2 separate regions of the Capra hircus genome follow, and region 2 is linked to region 1. The links are chromatin contacts, called in public Hi-C maps. All regions are on one chromosome and are shown on one strand. The core of a region is the stretch at or near the end of the contact, and the rest is flanking DNA. Distances in the headings are between cores, read along the strand shown.

Region 1 (5,905 bases), core at 80-2,579:
TGGCCTCCCTCCTGGGCTCAGCTGCCCAGGAGAGAATGGGGTCATGGAGCTGAGGGCTCTGGGCCTCACCTGAGTGCAGCTCTGCCCGCTTCACACTGAGGTCTCTGACTTTCCCGAGCCTGGTCTGCAGCAGGGTGAGGTCAGGGCGGGGCCTGGCCCTTCCCAGCCTCATCTCCTTGCTCCCCTCCAGGTCATCGGCAGCTCCCTCCTCTTCATCCACGACAAGAAGGAACAGGCCAAGGTGTGGATGATCGACTTTGGGAAAACCACGCCCCTGCCCGAGGGCCAGACCCTGAAGCACGATGTCCCGTGGCAGGAGGGGAACCGGGAGGACGGTTACCTCTCGGGCCTGAACAACCTCATTGACATCCTGACGGAAATGTGCCCCAGTGCCCCGCTCGCCTGAGGCCACCCTCCACCCCGCCTCACCACCGCCCTGGCCTCTTCTCGCCCTTGCTTTCCTTCTCCTTCTGAATTTTTCCTTCATGCCCCCACTGGGTGCAAGCCCCAGAACTGACCCTCCTGATCGATCGGCACTACAAGACACTTTGTAGAAGAGATGAGATTTTCTAGTTACTTCCTAATTGAAGGGCTTGGAGCTGGGGATTCCACTTTCTTTGTCAGTAGGATCTCCTACTGGCAGAGAAATGCACAAACCCAGGCTTGGCCACCTGCTGGGTGACCAGTAGGGTCTAGAGCTGGAGGGAGGCTCAGGCAGCCATGGAGTTCCTGGCTCCAGAGGGGACCCTAACAGAAGAGCGCCCCAGCCTCTGGGCAGGTTACCTGTGGGGGCCTGCTGCCCCCTGGTGGCTGGTGCGGATGATGGCACTGTTAGATGTGGCCTTACCCTTTGGGGATGGGCTGACTGTTGCTCTGGATGTAGTGGCCTGCTGCCAGGCTTTCTGGTGTTTGGGGCACAAAACCACTGGGAACAGAATGTCGGCCGTGAATGAAAGACTCTCTGCTTATCAGCTGAGGGACTCCTAGAGATGCCTTGGTGGCCTTTGTAGGTCTGCCAAAGCAGGGACCCCTCCCATTGGGTATTGAAACACCCCAGCACTGGGATAGACCCGGGATCCAAAAGTCCCAGGTCCAACTTGACTGTGCGCTTGACATTGAGCTTCCCGGGAGGGCACAGGCCGGAGCTTTGTTCTTCCTTCTGTGGTCTTGGCATGAATTCAGGGGGACATTCTGCAAACCTGAGCTTTCAGAGATGTCCCCTGACCCCCAGGGCCTTCCACATGTGCCTCCCACCTGTGCCTCCCACTCCCCTCCTTACTTTGAGAGGTCCTGAGGGCTGGATGGCAGTGGGCCAGGGCCCAGGCAGCCCCAAGGGAAGACAGAACCTGCAGAGGACACTCCTCTCCTGTCCTCTCACCTCCCCGCTTCCTAGTGCCAGCTGGTCCCCCTGATGCACACCCGGGGCTCTCATGAAACCCAGAGTGTCCAGCAGTTATGGGGGCAGAGCCTCAGGCCAGTACTGAGCAAGGAGGAAGCAGGACATTGGCTCACTGGCATCATTTTCCCCCTGAAATAGCAACCTGGAGGGCTTAGACCCATTTCCCAAATGTGGTGTGGGCAGCTTCCAGAATATGTGGAAGGTGCCAGGCATCTCTTCCTGGGGTTACTAGGTTGTTTGAAGATTCATAGGGAACCACTTGTAATCCATATTTTAGTTGTAAAGCAAGTAGGTCTGTATTATTGAGAAGGATGTAAATCTCACATGACTTTTAAAGAACAAAACTCCAGCTCTGTGGCCAGTTGGTGCTGTGGCCCAGTTGCTCACCTGTGCTGCAGGAGGCTGGACCCATTGCTCTGCAGGGAGATGCTCCAGGGACATGTGGAGTGGGTGTGTCCCCAGGTGTGTGTGCCTGGAGGACCAGTCCACAGTGGGGGGCTTCCTGGGCTGCCCCCTGTCACCCAGGGTCTCTGGGGGAACTGTCAACTTGCCCACGTGACTTATGTTTCCCTTTTCATCCTGGGTGAGTGACAGTTGGTGGGGGCAGAGGGTGGGACACACGAGGATGTGTAAGTACAGATTTTAAAAAAGGAAATCACTTTTCAACTTCCTGGCTCTTGTTCAAAACAGCAGTGAGCTCCAGTGTGGGCTGACTTGCTAAAGGTCACACCCCCGCCTGGCTGAGCACTGGAGAGCTCGTGACACCACGTGACCCTAGAAGGCAAAAGTGCCCAAGTCAGCTCGGGGTCTGAGAGCTGTGGTCAGCTGGGTCAGAAGGGACCCCGGGGGTCTGTGCTGCAACTGTCTGGGACATCATGAGTTCAGATGTAAAGCCCCCACTAGGGGCTGGCCGAGTTACCCTCATTCTATCTATGAAAAAATGTTTGTTAAGCAAAATAATGCTATGAACAAAAATTACAGGGGACCAGCTTAACCAATTGAAGAGAACAAACTTTCCAAGCACTTTAAGCAGACGCCAGTTGTTTGCAAACAGTGTGCTAATATACAAGTAATTTGTTCATTAAAGGTGCCCCAGAGGGCCTCCTCTTGGCAGTTCTTTGCTTTGGGTGACAAGTATATATGTGAATGGAAGAAAGTGGTATCTCTGTGGGGTTATTCTATTACTTAGGGGTTTGAGGGGTTTGTATTTCCCGTGCTATTTCTCCTGCACACCTCCTCTCTCGCACCCCATTCTCCCCGCTGTCCCCCACTCCTCTGTTGTCCAAGCGGGATGGATGGATCCTGGAATGGGATTCAGGCAGTCTGGAAACCTCCCCCCAGCCAGCCCGGTCCAGGTGGGGACCCCCTGGGTCCTGGCCCTGCAGGTGTCAGGAGGGAGGGACGAGGTGTGCACACCTGCACACAAGTGGGTGGCCCCGTGGGGCCCTGGGGCTCCTGGGGTTCAGCACTGCTCAGCAGTGGAGGGTGGGTTCTCAACTGCTTGTCCCAAATGTGCTTTCAGTATCATGTAAGAGGTTTTTAAGTTATATTTATTTTGTGGGTTTTTCAATTGCACAAAACACTAAGTCTGAGAGGCTGGATGTTGTTTCTCCTTTAAAGCTCTGCCTTCTTTCTGAACGTCTTTTCCCACCCAGTGGAAAGAGCCCGGATGTAGCCTTGGCTACTGTCCCCCTCCCCTCCCTACTCCCCACGGACTCTCCACCGTTAGCTGTATTTAGCTTTGAGTTTCTCTGCGTCTGGTCAACCCCCGTGTGTATATAACCCAGGCCCTTGCTTAGGAAGAAGCAAGGTGCTCACCCCCTGCCAGTGCCTTTTTCTGGAGAGGAAGACTCCCCTAGGTGTTCTCCTTTCCTCTGCACCCCTCTCCTTGCCACACCATTGGAGAAAACTGAGCTGTTACAGACCCTCGCAGCGTGCCTGTCAAACAGACTTTACACGCCCTGTACCTTCCTGAATAAAGGCCCTAGAGACCATGGTGCTGGGCGCCATCTGTGTGCTGTCCTTACCACCCCACGACCTTGAGGGGTGTCTGGGGGCGGGGGCAATGGTATCTTTGTAAATTGGAGGATATGACAACTCCCAGGTGTGGGGGTCAGATTGGGTAATATTTTAATCAGCAAAGGATTTTAAACACTTTTCAAAACTCTTTTCTACTGTTCCCATGAAAACTTCACATAGTAGCTCAGGGATGAAGCCACAGTATGCTCCCCGGCGGAGCTGGCAGAGCTGCCAGCAGCCTTTGTTTATGCAGCCTGGCTCTGGGTGCTCACGTCTCTAGTCCCCTTGGATCCCAGTATCAGCTCTATGAGTAAAGCTGTGTAGTCTACCAGTGGGGAAACTGAGGCTTAGAACAAATGCCTTGTCCTGGGTAATAAGTGGGAAGCAGGGATTCAGATCCAGAATTTGCCTGTTTTCAAAACCAATTCTGTCTTCTCCCTCCCTGGGAGGATGTCTGGAGGGCAGAGAGCTTGTCTTGTCTTTGCCACGCATCCCAGGCACTGAGCACCAAGCCTGGCATGAAACAGTCCCCCAGCGAGGGTCTGGTGGGCTAATGCACGGCCGTGGGGCTGGGTTGGCCGAGGAAGACCATGGAGAGCAGGAGCCCTGGCAGTACTTCAAGGACTCGACGTGCCCTTCCCTTCAGGCCTCTCCCAGCTCTGGATTGCTGGCACTTCATTTGCAGAACCCAGCGTTCTGTATCCAGGGGGCTGGTTCATCCTTATCATTTTGAAAAATTACAGGACAAAAGCACAAAGCAGCCACAGTGCCTTGGCACCTCTGTCCCTCCTGGCTGGACTGCTTTCCCCAGGTTATCCCATGGTAACTGTGCTCATTCTCACGCCTGTATCTCATCTCTGTCCATGCCCCACACTAGCTCTATGGACTCCAACCAGGTTCATCCCAACTGCTTCCTGCCTTTCCTTTCCTCTCAGCCCAAAGCCCTGGGACGTGCCCAGGCCTGTGCCTGTGTAACCCTGAAGTCTGGGGAATTTGTTCCCGCTCCCCGTGGTACAAACCTTTCCCCAATGGGAGACAAGAACAGGTCACTAGGTCCCTGTACCTTCACCACACGCCCACCGGCCTGATGGATGCAGCTCTCCAAAGGTCCTATTAGATCAGACCAGCAGCTGGTCTTCATTCTGAGAACCTTCATTGGAGAAATCTGAGCTGTTACAGACCCCCTTAGCGTGCCTGTCACGGACTTTACACGCCCTGCACCTTCCTGAATGAAGGCCCTGGAGACCACGGTGCTGGGCGCCATCTGCGTGCTGCCCTTCCTACCCCACGTCCTTGGGGGGCTCTGGGGGCAGGGGAAAGGGTATCTTTGTAAGTTGGAGGATCCAGTGGGGCTTCATTCTGACAAGCAGGAAGCAAGCCTCCTCCTCAGGCTTTGCTCCCTGGGGAACCTCAGCAGAGAGAACCATCCTTTAGCTCTTGGCTCCCATGTTAACTCCTTGGAAAAGTCTCTGAACCCCTGGCTAAAGCAAGTGCACCCCAGCCACACTCATCTCCCACATGTTGCTCAGGGTTCCAAACCATCTACAGGACTTAGGGTCTGTCTCCTCCATTCCGAGAGCAGAGACTCGACCTTTTGACTACAGTTTTCCACATTTTGCAGTGCCAGACACAGGGTAGGCGCCCAGGCAGTGTTGATGGGGTCACTGAGCACCCCCAGTGACCATGGCTTTCGGGCACACAGATGCCCCTTCTTAGGAGCAGAGCTGCTCCCAACTGGCATGGATTAGCTGGCCTCCATCCTCTGCCGCCTTCGTGTTCTGAGTGTCTTTCTCTAGATCTTGCCATTGCCAGTAATTGCCCGGTAGAGGCACTCATGGAGAATACTCCAGTATTCTTGCCTGGGAAGTCCCGTGGACAGAGGAGCCTGGCTGGCTCTAGTCCGTGGGTTCGCAAAGAGTCGGACATGACAGACAGACTAAACAACGAAGGCTCACGACAGGCGCCTTCTGGGGTGGATGAGTGTCACCCCCTCTCCTCACCGCCATCACCGCTACCCCCGCCAGGCTTTGTGATCACTCCCAACCCACGTGCAGCTCCTGTGGCTGTGACACCCTGGCCTCATGTCCGCCTGGTTTCCCTGCTCAGCCTCCCATGTCTCCGGCACAGACTGATGGAGACATCGCTACAACCCACCAGAGGTGCCATCTCTACACTCTGCCTGGGACCTGGGCCACCCACTCAACCGGGGCTCCTCTCCAGCTGTGTAGTCCGGGGACCAGGAGCATCCAGGCCTTCTCAGCTTCCGCACTCCTCATCCTGCTAACCTGGAGTGGACCCTGCATGTCCCCTAGAGGCTCGGGCCACAGAGAAAGGACCAGACCCCAGGCTGTGGGGACACTCTTAGAGGAGCATGGGTGCCACCAGGGCACACGTGCCCGTGAACGGGGAATAGCCGTCCTCTGGCTTAGTTCATGGGGTCTTCAAACTGCAGTGGCCAAGGTGGCCCGTCAAACCCTGCCTGCCCTG
Region 2 (6,015 bases), core at 24-2,523, 180 kb before region 1:
CATAAGAGTTCCATCCTCAGCAAGACATTTTCATTTCTCTCTTTCTTTTGGTCTTTCTGTCTCTTTTTAAAAAATTTTTCATAGTAGCCGTCCTGATGGCCGTGTGGTGGTATTCGCGCTTACTTTTTAAGCTTTTACAAAAATCCTGGTGTCTTTTAGTCACAATCTGATTTCCTTCAAATCCAAAGTAGGCACTTTAGAATCTTATTTGTATTGACCTATATCAGTTGTTCTTCTGTGCATTTTCTTTCTCAGAATGTATACAAAGGAGTACCTTCTCTGATTCAAGTGTACCTGAGCTGATATCTTCAGATAAGAGGACAATTTAGCCAGCAGAGACACCTGTCCCCATAGAGAGTACCTGGAATGATTAAGCCAGGTTTCCTGGTCTGGATGCCTCTCCTTCCTCTTATGCCATCCCCTGGAGACCTCTCCTAAATCTCTGATCTCCCCGTGAGAGAATAGCCTTCCCAAAGACAGATCTCTCTCTGTGGCAGTCTGAGGTGCTTGGATATATTTACAGATTATATGTTGTGTGTGGATTTTTTAGTAGTAGCCTGCTTTCCCGATGGCTCAGAGGGTAAAGAATCCACTTGCGATGCATGAGATGCGGCTTTGATCCCTGGGTTGGGAAGATCCCCTGGAGGAGGGCATAGCAACCCACTCCAGTATTCCTGCCGGGGAAATCCCATGGACAGAGGAGCCTGGCAGGCCACAGTCCATGGGATCTCGAAGAGTTGGACATGATTGAGCAACTACCGAGCCTTAATCTCCCTAAGAAATAATGAGAAGAGTCTAAAATCCAGTGATAATGGAAGGCACTTGTGAAAACAGTATGCCTTATGGCAGTGCATTCTAAAATCACATGGCAGCAGGAAAACCCAGGGAGCACAACTTTTCCTCTTTCTACCCCTAGTCAAGAATCTTAGGGAGGTGGCGTTTCCAGCGCCTTGTCACCCAACGTTTGTTACTACCTGGAGGGCATCTAGCCCTGTCAGTGTGTCTGCCCCTCCACCAGGGCTGTGAAGCGGCTTATTGCCACTAGAGGGCGTCAGGCTCCTGTGTGCGGATCATTCTGCGTCAATCCAGGGAGGCCTCCAGCTCCTTTCTGTCTGACTGCACCTCCTGCCTCTATTTTTAAGTCCTCCGTGTTGTCCTTGGGTATTCAGGCCTGGAGACCCCACTGAGCCAGAAACAGCATATTCTCTCGGAGACATTGGCCGAGAACCCCTCTAGAAGTCAAGTTCCTGCCGAAAATGGACTGTGAGGGTGGGGTAAAACAGATCACCTTTCACAGAGTACTCAAGGCCGATGAGGGTTGCGGGGGAAGGTGGAGAAGCCATGCCTTTGTCTCTTCACATTTTAAGTTCTCAAAACCAAAGTAAAATTTTAAAACAAAAAAAAAATTTCAGGATCCAAAGGAAGATGCATTTATCTGCTTTGCCTTCCTCCGTGGTACTTCCTAGTAAGCTGAGAAGCCATCCCCTCTGCTTCCTCACTGGATTGTGTGACCTCCTGGTAGCATTTGGACCATGCTGGTTTTAAGAGTCACCAGATGAAAGAGCAGACACCCAAGCCCCACACTGGGAGGTTCCAGCTCAGTAGGCCCAGGGTGTGGCCCAAGAATCTGCCTTTTTGGCAAACACCTTATTTTATTCTCAGGCAGTGTGCGTTAGCCGCTCAGTCGTGTCCGACTCTGCAACCCCATGGACTCTTTGCAACCCCAAACAAGCCCAGCAGGCTCCTCTGTTCATGGGATTTCCCAGGCAAGAACACTGGGTTGCCATTTCCTTCTCCAGAGGATCTTCCCCTCCTAGGGATTGAACCTGGGTCTCTCACATTGCAGGCAGACTCTACCATCTGAACCACCAAGGAAGCCCTGGTTTCAAACTTATTCTCAGGCAGAAGATCCTCAAACCACACTTGGAGAAAATTTCTTCTGGCCTGTGTCCTCTCGTGCCATTCACCCAATGTGAGAGTTCTAAGATAAGTTTTCTCTTCCGTGCAGGAATTCCATGCATTTTGCTGTTTTAGTTAGAGACCACTTCTTTGAGCCGCCTGGGCAACCCCCATCTTAGAGTCTGAAGTATGGTGTCTCCCGGCAGCCCCCACTCCAGTTCTTTTTTACTTTATTTTTTACTGCATTGGGTCTTAGTTGCGGCATGCCGGATCTCTCGTTGTGACATGCAGGCTTAGTTGCCCTGTGGCATGTGGGATCTCAGTTCGCTGACCGGGCCTAAAACCTGCATCCCTTGCATAAGAAGGCAGATTCTTAACCACTGGACCAGCAGGGACGTCCGCCCCCCACCCCAGTTCTAACCCCTGCTACCTATTCTGTCCTCAGCCTCCTGCTGCTGACGCTCTGTGACTCCCCTGGGCCAGGCGGTCTTCTAAAGGGCTCTCATTTATTTCACAGTTCTTGGGAGAAACCTCCTGGGCTAGAAGCGCCCAAATGAGGGTCTGGCTGTGCGTTTCCCTCCCTGCTGTAGGGGCTTCTCTCAACACCACCTCCAAACACACACATAGCGCACTGCACAGCCCTAACAGCTGCCACTGTTCTCTAAGGACAGCCCAGCAGCCAGTCTGCAGCTAATGTTCAGCCTTTGTATGGCGCCCCCAGCTCTAATGGTGCTTGGAAAGAGTTGATGTCAACACGTTTGAGGATCAATCATTACCCTCCTCGTGTCTGGGAGAGCCAGGATTAAGACTGCTGAAAAAGAAATCCACTTTGGAGAACCTGAAGCCCAAGCAACAGTTGGGAGGGGGGCTCCCGGCACTACTTAGTCTGACACAAATGGGGTCTTTCAGACACAGAAGCACAAATTGCTGCATCTTTGAAACACGAAAATGAACACACACACACATATACACACACACACGCACAGAGGTTGCCTAATTTCCCATTCCCTGACACTCCAGGCTCCCACCGTTCAGCATTTTCTTGCTTGCTGCTGCTGCTGCTAAGTCGCTTCAGTTGTGTCCAACTCTGCGCGACCCCATAGACGGCAGCCCACCAGGCTCACTCATCCCTGGGATTCTCCAGGCAGGAACACTGGAGTGGGTTGCCATTTCCTTCTCCAATGCATGAAAGTGAAAAGTGAAAGTGAAGTCGCTCAGTCTTGTCCGACTCTTAGCGACCCCATGGACTGCAGCCTACCAGGCTCCTCCGTCCATGGGATTACCCCAGGCAAGAGTACTGGTGTGGGGTGCCATCGCCTTCTTGCTTGATTCTCATACTAATACCTAAGCCTCCAGGTAGCAGCCCTTGGCTAATCTGCCCGGTGTCTGGTATTGAGATCTGAGACTAAATCTGCCACCAGTTTGTAATTACTGGGTACTGAGCCCCCGCATGACTGCAACATCAGAAGAAGCCTCTTAGAAGACTGCTCCGGGCCTGTCTTCTGAAAGGCCACTGTACCTGCTCTGATCCAGCACACACTCATAGGCGCAGATGGCAGCCAACAAAAACAGCTGCCTGGCACCTCCGAGAGATCCAGAGTTGCAGGGAAGGGGGCTCACAAGTTAGGCTGGCCCTAAAGAAAGGAGGTCACCACAGCTCAATGGTGATAGGACCTAAGGAGATTCACAAGAGACCAGTGCCATGAAGCCATCACTTACAATGAGAAATACGGTGCTCCAGTTCTATCAGCCAGATCAACTCAACAGACGTGGGTGGGGAATGGGGTGGGGGTGGGGCCTTTCTTTTGTGGGTGTTGTTCAGAGCAAGTATGGTAAGAAATACAATTCCAGGGTAAAGGGTAGGGGTCTCTGGTTGCGTTCAGAGTGGATATTCAGCAAAATACATACTCCATGACACCACAAAAGTTTTTTTCTAATTTATTTTTTGTCTGTGTCGTGTCTGAGCTGAGGCATTCGAGATCTTGCATTGCAGCACAGCAGCTCAGTAGCTGTGGTCTGTGGGAGTTGCATATGGGATCTTAGTTCCCTGACCAGGGATGGAACCCACATCCTCTGCGTTGGAAGGTGGATTCTTAATCACTAGACCACCAGGAAGTTCCTCCCAATGACTCCAAAAGTTATTAATTGCTGGATCTTTTCCTGACTGGTCAGTACCTCTGCCATATCACTTAAATAGTTTGAACATCACCCTCAACAACAGGTGAGTGTAATGCCTGCTAGGAGAGTCAGAGTTTCTAGAAGGCTGACAGATTTTTCTCCCCTGGACTACCTATAAATCCCACATTAGACTTCACAAGCTTTTACTCTTTGGTTAATTTAGTATCTAGCACATAGTAGGTGCTCAGTGGCACATCATAGGTGCTTATGATGTTGAGCTCAAGCAACCCATGGTGCCTGGCTGGTCTCTGCCACGTTTACCCTGGGCTTCCCTTTTCCAGGCTTCTGTGGTTGACCACTCCCCCAGCTGTGACATTGTTTCTTCACATACGCCAGGCTATCCTGGAAGGCCCCTGTCTTTCAGGTGGCCTTGCTGTCTCAACAACCAGTACTTGACTGAACACCTACTATATGCCAGGTTTGGGGGATATGGCAGTGAATAATAGTCATGGTTCCTGCCCTACTAGAGTCAAGTCTGAAGAGTGAATCAGGCATTGAACACATAACATGAGTGGTGTGGATGGAGAAGGGCCAAAGTTATGGGGGCACATGGCAGAGGATTTGCTCGGCTCCTTGGAGGAAGTAATGTTACAGCTGAAATTCGGTAAGTTCTTTGGGTGAAGGGAAAGAGCAGAGACATGTGACTCAGTCGGTAAAGAATCCACCTGCCATGCAGGAGACCTGGGTTCAATCCCCGGTTGGAAAGATCCCCTGGAGAAGGGAATGGCTACCCACCCTAGTGTTCTTGCCTGGAGAATCCCATGGACAGAGGAGTCTGGCTGGCTACAGTCTGTGGGGTCCCAAAGAGATGGACGTGACTGAGTGACTAACACTGCTTTCAGGCCAGAACTACATTTCCCAGGATGCTTTGTAGCTAGAATGCAAGCATGTGACCCAGTTTCCATCAATCAGGTGCAGCTTTGTGAGAGAGCACAAAGGAACTCTCTCCTAGCTGCTGAGGGGGGCACTCATTTGGATCTCAGGATAGCCGGGGCAGAGGTGGGGTAGCCTCTCTATCTCCATATCTGAAGTGCCAATGGCACCTGCAGTCCAGTCATGGTGGGAAGGTGATTTGCATATTGTTCCAGGCTGTAGAGCATTCCATAAGCCATACAATATCCTTCAGTAAATCAGTTTGCTAGTTAACCTTGCAATGGGGATTTTTTTTTTTTTGGTTCTTGTTGTTTGCAATTAAGGGTTCTGAATGATAGATTACTTCATGGCATGATGGTAAGTCGTTGGTCAATTTTAGCAGCTGGAAGGTGAAGCCTTTTGCTTTTCTAGCCAGGCAGAATTGTGCTGGAGGAACAGGAGTGAATACCACAGTGTACATCAATCCCAAATACAGCTGCAGAGCCTCGGGGAGACTGCCCAACAGCTGGTCTCCTTTAAGCCCTGAGTGGCCGTGGAGAGAGACCTCGGTCCACATGAGTAAGGAAAGCTTCAGATGGGTTTTTGGTGGCTGCAGAAGGGGCCATCTGGAAGAGGCGAGGGATTACTCACATGGTTTCCTCAGGCACAGGAGAGGGAGCTGCGGGAAAACACCCTTCAGAGTCAGTTTCTCGCAGGGCTGGGTGGCCAGTCCCCATTTCCGGTTTGGGGAGACGTGCCTGAAGTGTTCCTGACCTTTCTGGGGCTGGGAGCTCTCGGGGATGAGGCAGCCCGCTGTGAGCGGAGCCGTGACACGCATCCCGCTCCCAGGAGCCCGCGCTCAGCCTGGAACACTGTCAGGGAGATGACAGATGCGCCTTCTCCGCTGGGCTGGCTTCGGATGAAGTCATCCTTTCCCTCTGGACTCTGTCAGGGTTAGTGCTTGGGCCTTCCGAGTCACTTGACAGTTCGTAAGCACGTGGGGAACAGAGGTACTGTGCGTCTGTCTGTCTTTGTGCCTTTACTTCTAAGGGTGTCCTGGAAACCCTGCACCAAGAACGCTGACCC

What was found. A called contact is a pair of places that touch in the nucleus more often than the background predicts.
Region 2: a contact with region 1 is called in a Hi-C map of blood, with 9 times the contacts expected there. The contact joins two enhancer-like sites. A contact is called at or near these places in 3 of 5 Hi-C or Micro-C datasets (all in blood).

What each region holds. Positions count from the first base shown.
Region 1 is chr16:28,196,050-28,201,954 of ARS1.2, reverse strand. ITPKB (inositol-trisphosphate 3-kinase B) reads left to right here. Exons shown (of 8, transcript XM_018060231.1): 8 at 191-3,397. The coding sequence ends at 406. Among named protein-coding and RNA genes, the nearest start is that of STUM, 85 kb to the right of the region's middle. Within about 2 kb of position 1,329, at least 1 of the 5 cell types and tissues checked has an H3K27ac peak or open chromatin away from gene starts, as enhancers often do.
Region 2 is chr16:28,375,444-28,381,458 of ARS1.2, reverse strand. No RefSeq gene overlaps it. Among named protein-coding and RNA genes, the nearest start is that of PSEN2, 26 kb to the left of the region's middle. Within about 2 kb of position 1,273, at least 2 of the 5 cell types and tissues checked have an H3K27ac peak or open chromatin away from gene starts, as enhancers often do.